Regions from separate parts of the Arabidopsis thaliana genome. Here region 2 is linked to region 1. A link is a contact called in public capture Hi-C data. All regions are on one chromosome and are shown on one strand. The core of a region is the stretch at or near the end of the contact, and the rest is flanking DNA. Distances in the headings are between cores, read along the strand shown. Region 1 holds the start of AT3G47580 (Leucine-rich repeat protein kinase family protein). Region 2 holds the start of AT3G47630 (translocator assembly/maintenance protein).

Region 1 (3,915 bases), core at 536-3,035:
CTAAGAATGCTTGTAGAATATTGCTAATGAAATGCTTGTGTTAATTAATAAAAATGTATGAATGTTGTGGTACCAATTTTATATGGAGACAACGTAGCTTTATAGTTGCAAATCCACATTGTTCCCAATTTTATTTGGATTCTCTTTGTTTTGGTAATGTAAAGTTCTGAACATGGAGCAATAGATCGATGTTCAACGATAAGTAAGTAAGCCTTGTCGTCTTGGTAATTGCGTTTACTAAAAGTCCCACAAGTGGGATATGGAGAAAATACATCTAATGCCGGTCAGATCATGAAATGAGATCGACGTCAACATTTCTAGCATAAAATTGACTTTTGTTGGCACAGTGATCACGACATTACGATACGTTTTAGCTTACAAAAAATCGTTAACCGGATTATAGGGTATGTTACCCATAACAAAACAAAATTGTGAGCAACTATTCGTAACACTGGTGGATATTACAAGAATAATCTTCGTTTACTGTACTTTTAATTTTTCTCTTTGAAATTTTACTATTTTGTTGCAACTAGATGTTAATTTAGGTATGCAAACCCTATTTAATTAATGGGTATGTGTAAGAGAAATTGATCCATTTAATTTCATTAAGAAAAAAAGTTAAATGGGGTTAAATAGGTTAGCCCAACTAAACATATTTATTAAATGTAGTTTTACAACTAAACATATGGGGTATCCAATTAAACCTATTTATTTTTCTTTTATATTATTTATTCTTATTGAAAATGGTAATATGTTTATACATTAAAATTAAATTAATAAATTATTCTATTTAACTTCACTTTTTGGTTTAAATATTTGTTTTTAAACTGCAAAGCTCCATTTTCCACTAAAACCGTAAACCAATGTTTTCCCGTCAAAATCGTAATACCACGTTTTCCCGTCAAAACCACAAAAAGTGTTTTCCGCAAAAATTGAAAATCATGTTTTCCCGCCAAAACCGTAAACCGACGTTTTTCTACCAAAACCGTAAAACCACGTTTTCCCGCCAAAACCGTAAAACTACGTTTCCTACCAAAATCACCAAAAATGTTTTTCTGCAAAAATCACAAAAAGTGTTTTCAACCAAAACTGAAAATCATGTTTTCCCGCCAAAATCGTATGCCGACGTTTTTCCGCCATACCGTAAAACCACGTTTTCTCCCCAAAATCACAAAAAATGTTTTCCTGCCAAAATTACAAAAAGTGTTTTCCGACAAAATTGAAAATCGTATTTTCCCGCCAAAACCGTAAACCGATGTTTTCTCACCAAAAACTGTAAACCAATATTTTCTCGCAAAAACCTTAAACCCGTATTTTCTAGCTAAATTTTTCTTTGCCAAAAGAATATTCACCCATAAAAATCTGTAAAATAATTATTGATTATATTATATAGATATAGATCTAAATGGGTTTAAATAGATTAATGATAATTTAAATAGAAAAGATAAATGAAATATAAAATTAAAAAGAGTTAAATGATTTAGAGTAAATAGGATAGATTTTAAATGGGATGGGTTAACCCCTATTAACATTTGCGACTAAACTATTTTGGCTTTGCAATAATAACAAATGAAACCTGTCGTCAGTTGGTGGATTTCTTAAACCCAAGGTGCGTGAAAATAAATATACAAGTGACATAAGTTGTAAACAGTAATGACTAGTGTCATCTTTTAACAAAGTTGATTTGTTGACTTAGACGGCAATAATACGTGTCGTATTCTGTGTGGTTGTGAGCCAATTTATTATCACCACAATACGTAATGAAAGGATTTGCAATTGCTTCGTCCCCTTTTAAATCAGTTTCCTGCAAAGTTGATAAGCACAAAAACATTCAAAATATAAAAATAAACTTTGAGAAGGATGAAACTATTTCTTTTACTTTCTTTCAGTGCTCATTTGTTACTGGGAGCAGATGGGTTTACCGATGAAACTGATAGGCAAGCATTGTTGGAGTTCAAGTCTCAAGTTTCTGAAGGCAAAAGAGATGTCTTATCCTCATGGAATAACTCATTCCCTCTATGCAACTGGAAGTGGGTTACATGTGGTCGTAAACACAAGAGAGTTACTCATTTGAACCTCGGGGGATTACAGTTGGGCGGGATAGTATCACCATCTATCGGTAATGTATCGTTTCTCATATCACTTGATCTGTCTGATAACGCTTTTGGGGGTATCATCCCTCGAGAGGTGGGAAACTTGTTTAGACTTGAACACTTGTATATGGCCTTCAATTCTCTAGAGGGAGGGATTCCAGCCACTCTATCTAACTGCTCTAGATTGTTGAACCTTGATTTATATTCAAATCCTCTTAGACAAGGTGTTCCTTCTGAACTAGGGTCATTGACGAAACTCGTTATTTTAGATCTTGGTCGAAACAACCTGAAAGGCAAGCTCCCTAGATCTCTAGGAAACTTGACCTCTTTAAAATCGCTTGGCTTCACAGATAACAATATAGAAGGAGAAGTTCCAGATGAATTAGCTAGACTGAGTCAAATGGTGGGTCTTGGGTTATCAATGAACAAATTCTTTGGCGTTTTTCCTCCCGCCATCTACAATTTGTCCGCACTTGAGGACTTATTCCTCTTTGGTAGTGGCTTCTCGGGTAGCCTAAAGCCTGATTTTGGTAATCTGCTACCAAACATTCGTGAGTTAAATCTGGGAGAAAATGATCTAGTGGGAGCCATTCCAACAACACTTTCCAATATTTCAACTCTACAAAAGTTTGGAATCAACAAAAACATGATGACAGGAGGTATATATCCGAACTTTGGAAAAGTACCGAGTTTGCAATACCTAGATCTTAGTGAGAATCCTCTAGGAAGTTACACTTTTGGAGATCTTGAATTTATTGATTCTTTGACTAATTGCACCCATTTGCAACTCTTAAGTGTTGGTTACACTAGGCTTGGGGGTGCCTTGCCTACATCCATTGCCAATATGTCCACAGAACTCATCAGTTTAAACCTTATAGGAAACCACTTTTTTGGAAGCATTCCTCAAGATATTGGGAATCTCATAGGCCTACAAAGACTTCAGTTGGGAAAAAATATGTTGACCGGACCACTCCCAACTTCTTTGGGAAAGCTTCTAAGATTGGGGTTATTAAGTCTATATTCAAATAGGATGTCAGGAGAGATTCCATCTTTTATAGGCAACCTAACTCAATTAGAAATACTATATTTGTCCAACAATAGTTTTGAGGGAATTGTTCCTCCGAGTCTCGGGAAGTGTAGTCACATGCTTGATTTACGCATTGGGTATAACAAGTTGAATGGGACTATACCGAAGGAAATTATGCAAATCCCAACCCTTGTTAACCTAAGCATGGAAGGTAACTCTTTGAGCGGCTCTCTACCAAATGATATTGGAAGTCTACAAAATCTTGTAAAACTATCACTTGAGAACAATAAGTTTTCAGGACATCTCCCACAAACCTTGGGAAATTGTCTCGCGATGGAACAACTTTTTCTACAAGGAAATTCTTTTGATGGAGCAATTCCAAATATAAGAGGGTTGATGGGTGTAAGAAGAGTTGATTTGTCAAACAATGATCTATCGGGAAGTATACCTGAATATTTTGCAAACTTCTCCAAGTTGGAATATCTCAATCTATCTATTAACAATTTTACGGGAAAGGTGCCTTCCAAAGGAAATTTTCAGAACTCTACAATAGTTTTTGTATTTGGAAACAAAAACCTATGTGGAGGCATCAAGGATCTGAAACTAAAGCCATGCCTCGCCCAAGAACCACCAGTGGAGACAAAGCATTCCTCTCATTTAAAGAAAGTTGCAATTTTAGTAAGCATAGGCATAGCTTTGCTATTGCTGTTGGTCATAGCTTCGATGGTTCTGTGTTGGTTCAGAAAAAGAAGGAAGAACCAGCAGACAAATAACCTGGTTCCTTCTAAGTTGGAG
Region 2 (3,915 bases), core at 768-3,267, 33 kb after region 1:
GAACAATCTCAAGATTGAGTTAATATCCATGGTGATGGAGCTATAATCTGTGTATACCTGAACTAATTTAGTGTGACTAGCTTCAGCCGATGAGAATCTCAATAAGTTTTTGGTCTCGCACTCTTCAAGAAAAGGCTTATACATCGACTGGAAAAGATCAAATTGTCCCTTCACAATCTTGTTCACCTAAAGGGAAAGGATTGAATCAATGGATCAGAAATACTTTTCACCGAAAAAAGTAAAGCAACTTCCATGTTATGAAACCAATTTTACCAATATGATGTAATCAAGAACATGACTGGGTTCTCTCTCACCTTATTAGTGTCCTCTGCAAAAAACATGCGCAAGTCTCCCATGTAAGAAAGGCTGCATATTTTGGCGTATAGATCTTCCTGCGCCAGAGTTCCGTGAGTTATAGTGTGCAGTCTAGTGAAACTTCAAGGTTTCTGAGTGAGCAGTGAACAGAAAACCAACCTCGGTGAATTTCGATGGCAAGAGAAGAAGAGCTGCAGATATTGCAGCTCTCTTATTAACAGAATTCACATCCTCTATGTCCAGATTATCAACAAGCATATGAACCTGCAACCAAAGGCACTTTCCTAAAACATCTCATGATTTACAGTTATTACTAAGAACACCAAGCAACTGACATACAGGTTTTTGTAAACGGCCACTCAAGTAGAACCTCTTCCAGTCCAGTATGTCCTGTACTAGGTCATGCATCCGAACAACTCCATACTTGAGCTTCTGCAAATAGCTTCACAAAGAAGGTAAATCATGCAAGAAAGATGGCTTAAGATTACATACAATGCTATCATCCTGAGCAGAATGAAAACATATGAAAATATAATTAACAAACTTAGATTGTTCATTAGGTTTTAAACAACTCTACAGTTTTGGGAAATTTCTTACCCTGTCGTTCCAGTTGACAAACGGATTGAAGTGAACTCCAACTCCTACTTTATCGGCAACATTTGTAATCTATTCTCAAATTAAAGAGAAACTGTGAGTTCAGTATTTGATTAAGCCCGTATAAGCAATGCAAGAATATGGTATATAGAGAGTAAATATATACCAGCCTAGCTCCACCAAGGTGAACCATCCATGAAGCATAGTGATCTGAATTCATTTTCAGATTCTTGTGTCATACAAAAGAAAAATACTAATTAGGAACCGTGAGCTTTTAAATAGCTCCTGGTCTAACAATTATAATCAAAAGAGATAATAATGCTCACCGCAGAATGCCATTTTATAGGATCAGAGACTCCAAGGATATAGTCCACCATCTTAGACTGCACAAAAGCAAAGGTCACATTTTTACAGTCAATTAGCAAACAGGAAAGATCATCACAGAGAGTTTTCATGAGAAGATAAAAAAAAAAAAGACCTTATCTTGGTTATTTGGGTGCAATGTTGAACCATAAACACAACAGAAATCCACAGGAGGAAGAACACTTAAGAAGCTCGAAAGCTCATCTTTTTGAGTAGTTTCCATTCAGACAAAAATAACCCTTGTAATGTATTCAACTGGGCAGACCTATTCAGATGAAGAAACGTAATAAAAAGGTTGCTTCTGATAGATTGGTCAAATTTGATTTCGAGTAATCTAATTAAAGTTTCTACAATTAAGTTCATGATCATTTGATCATTTTGATTTCAGATTGACACAAACCTTGGAAAAAAGGAGAGGAACGAAGCCAGAGGAGGAATTAGGAAGCGTTAGTTGATTTAAGAGGGGAATTGAAGAAGCTTACCTGCGACTGCGAGTGAAGGCGGCGAAGAGCGAGGAAGAACAACAAACGCCGTGAAGCTAGCTTTTTTGGGTTTGGGCCAAACGAGATTAGTTTCTAACAGATGTTTTTCCGGACCCGGACCGGTAATACCCACGATCCGCTTAATTATTTGGTCCCTGTCTAGCTCTAAAATCCCGGTGCAAACGAACCGGCAAAACCAACGACCTAGCGGTTCGGTATTTTGTTTCTGAAATCTGAACCCTCCGATTTGTTCTTCTTTTTTTTTTTCTTTTTATAATGCAAACAATTGATGAAAAAATATATTATGGTCCGAATGGTAACCTCGGTTTTTAATATGTGAGAAAAGTGGTATAACATTGCAGTACAGTTCAATTACGGTACGTGCGAGAAAAATATATTTGCGGGACAAATATGGTTTGTACAAAATAAGCGGTACAGAATAATGTTTGATTGATGAAAAAATTATTTGCGGTGCGGATTATAAATTATATATATATATATATATTAATAATTAATTATTATTTTTGTGTTAATAAATAAGCAATAACATATATTTATAAATTATTAATACATAAATAAATCAAAATATACATTTTTAAAGTTTAACATACATATTATTAAATTCGTTGAATAGTTTCATCATAAAAAATTGAAAAAAAAATCATAATTTTTTACTAGTAAATTGATTATAGAACTTATATAAGCTTATAGTGGATAATAATTGTCAAAATTTCTATAAGTATTATGATATTTCTATTTCTTGTAATTACATTTTCTTAGATTTTAATTAAATAAAAAGAATAAAACTATAATTATTGCATATATATATATATATATATATATATATATATATATATATTAAAGTCCATTAGTTAAGCAAATTGTTATGTCCTACGTATATTTTTTTCTTTTATGCACTAGGTAACTAGTGATTCTGATGCACACATATACTCTCTTTTTTTGTACATATATTTAAATGGGGAAGCTAATGGAAAAAAAATTAAAATTTGCTTAAGTAATGGAGTAATAAACGAGGGATGTGTGTATGGAAGAGGCAAAGGCTGAGAAACTTTTGGTTGGGACGTAGGACATAACAATTTGCTTAAGTAATGGAGTAATGAACGATTTTTTTGTTGGAATGCGGTTTTGAGCAAAAACACTAGGTAAATGATTTTTCTTCTTTTGAAAAGCATTCCAGTGTATTGTTTTTAGGACAAAATTGCAAACTTTTTTCTTTTTTTTTTCGAAAAACGCAAATTTGTTAAAAGTATTGATTGGTAACTGTATTGTAGTTTTAATAAAAAAACAAGAAAACGCCTTTTGTATGTTTCTTAATCACAGTGTATGAATGGTGACATAGACCGCCCCCAAAACCGTACCGTAACTGTAACAGTATAAAAAATCTCTATATATACATATATATCTATGTATTTTTGTTATTATTTGAACCGTCCCATACTTTTTCCGTATCACAAAATACAGTCATCATTCGAACCGCAAAACTATATATAGTATTTCGGTTTTTGAATTCAAAATGAAGGAGAAGAGGAATAGGCAGATTAATATAATTTCGTTATTTCTTTTTAATTTCCTATCTTCAATTTTTCCTCACCCACTGAATTTGACTATGCCATTAAAAATGTGTATACTAATCATCATACCGTCAATAAATAGAGTTTGTGGGAAACACACGACAGACACGTCATCAGCTCTCGACGGCGCGTTTCCATGCCTTTATTATCCTTCACGTTGACCCCACATGCCCCTGTTTTTTTTTTTTGGTGTTCTACGGTATATTTTTGTGAAAATGTTACTTTTCATCTACTCGATAAAATTCTTAAACAGATAGTACAACTTTTTACCCGATTAATCTGTAGAAAATACAATGTTATTTACACTCAACAAACATTTCCATTAATAGAACTTTACCCGATTTAAACCACTCTTCCACTCGATTAATATTATTATTTTATTAATTAAAGATACGATGACGTGTCCATGAGAGATGAGCTTTAGTGGCACGCAACGTAAGAGAAGAAGACAAAAGTAAAAAAGAGAAAGGCACATGTCGAACTCACGTGTCCACTTAAACGCACCACCTTCTTCTGTGCTCTCCACGCGCCTCCACACGCCCTCCTCAACTTCGGACCTTCTTCCTCCA

Evidence for each region. Capture Hi-C pulls out chosen DNA fragments and counts their contacts.
Region 2: a contact with region 1 is called in a capture Hi-C map of seedling, with 3 times the contacts expected there. The contact joins the promoter of AT3G47630 here to the promoter of AT3G47580 in region 1. A contact is called at or near these places in 19 of 26 Hi-C or Micro-C datasets (callus, cotyledon, flower and 5 more), 2 of 2 datasets of contacts at active chromatin or transcription factors (seedling and shoot) and 1 of 3 other capture datasets (seedling).

The regions. Positions count from the first base shown.
Region 1 is chr3:17,530,827-17,534,741 of TAIR10.1, forward strand. AT3G47580 (Leucine-rich repeat protein kinase family protein) reads left to right here and starts at 1,786. Exons shown (of 2, transcript NM_114626.3): 1 at 1,786-3,915. The coding sequence starts at 1,861. It overlaps AT3G07785 (a long non-coding RNA gene), which reads right to left. Exons shown (of 1, transcript NR_141353.1): 1 at 1,920-3,915. AT3G47570 (Leucine-rich repeat protein kinase family protein) reads left to right here. Exons shown (of 2, transcript NM_114625.3): 2 at 1-215.
Region 2 is chr3:17,563,668-17,567,582 of TAIR10.1, forward strand. AT3G47630 (translocator assembly/maintenance protein) reads right to left here and starts at 2,018. Exons shown (of 11, transcript NM_001339323.1): 1 at 1,755-2,018; 2 at 1,388-1,537; 3 at 1,236-1,292; 4 at 1,076-1,138; 5 at 913-981; 6 at 655-747; 7 at 475-579; 8 at 315-392; 9 at 58-186. The coding sequence starts at 1,495. PYE (basic helix-loop-helix (bHLH) DNA-binding superfamily protein) reads left to right here and starts at 3,459. Exons shown (of 6, transcript NM_001203101.1): 1 at 3,459-3,535.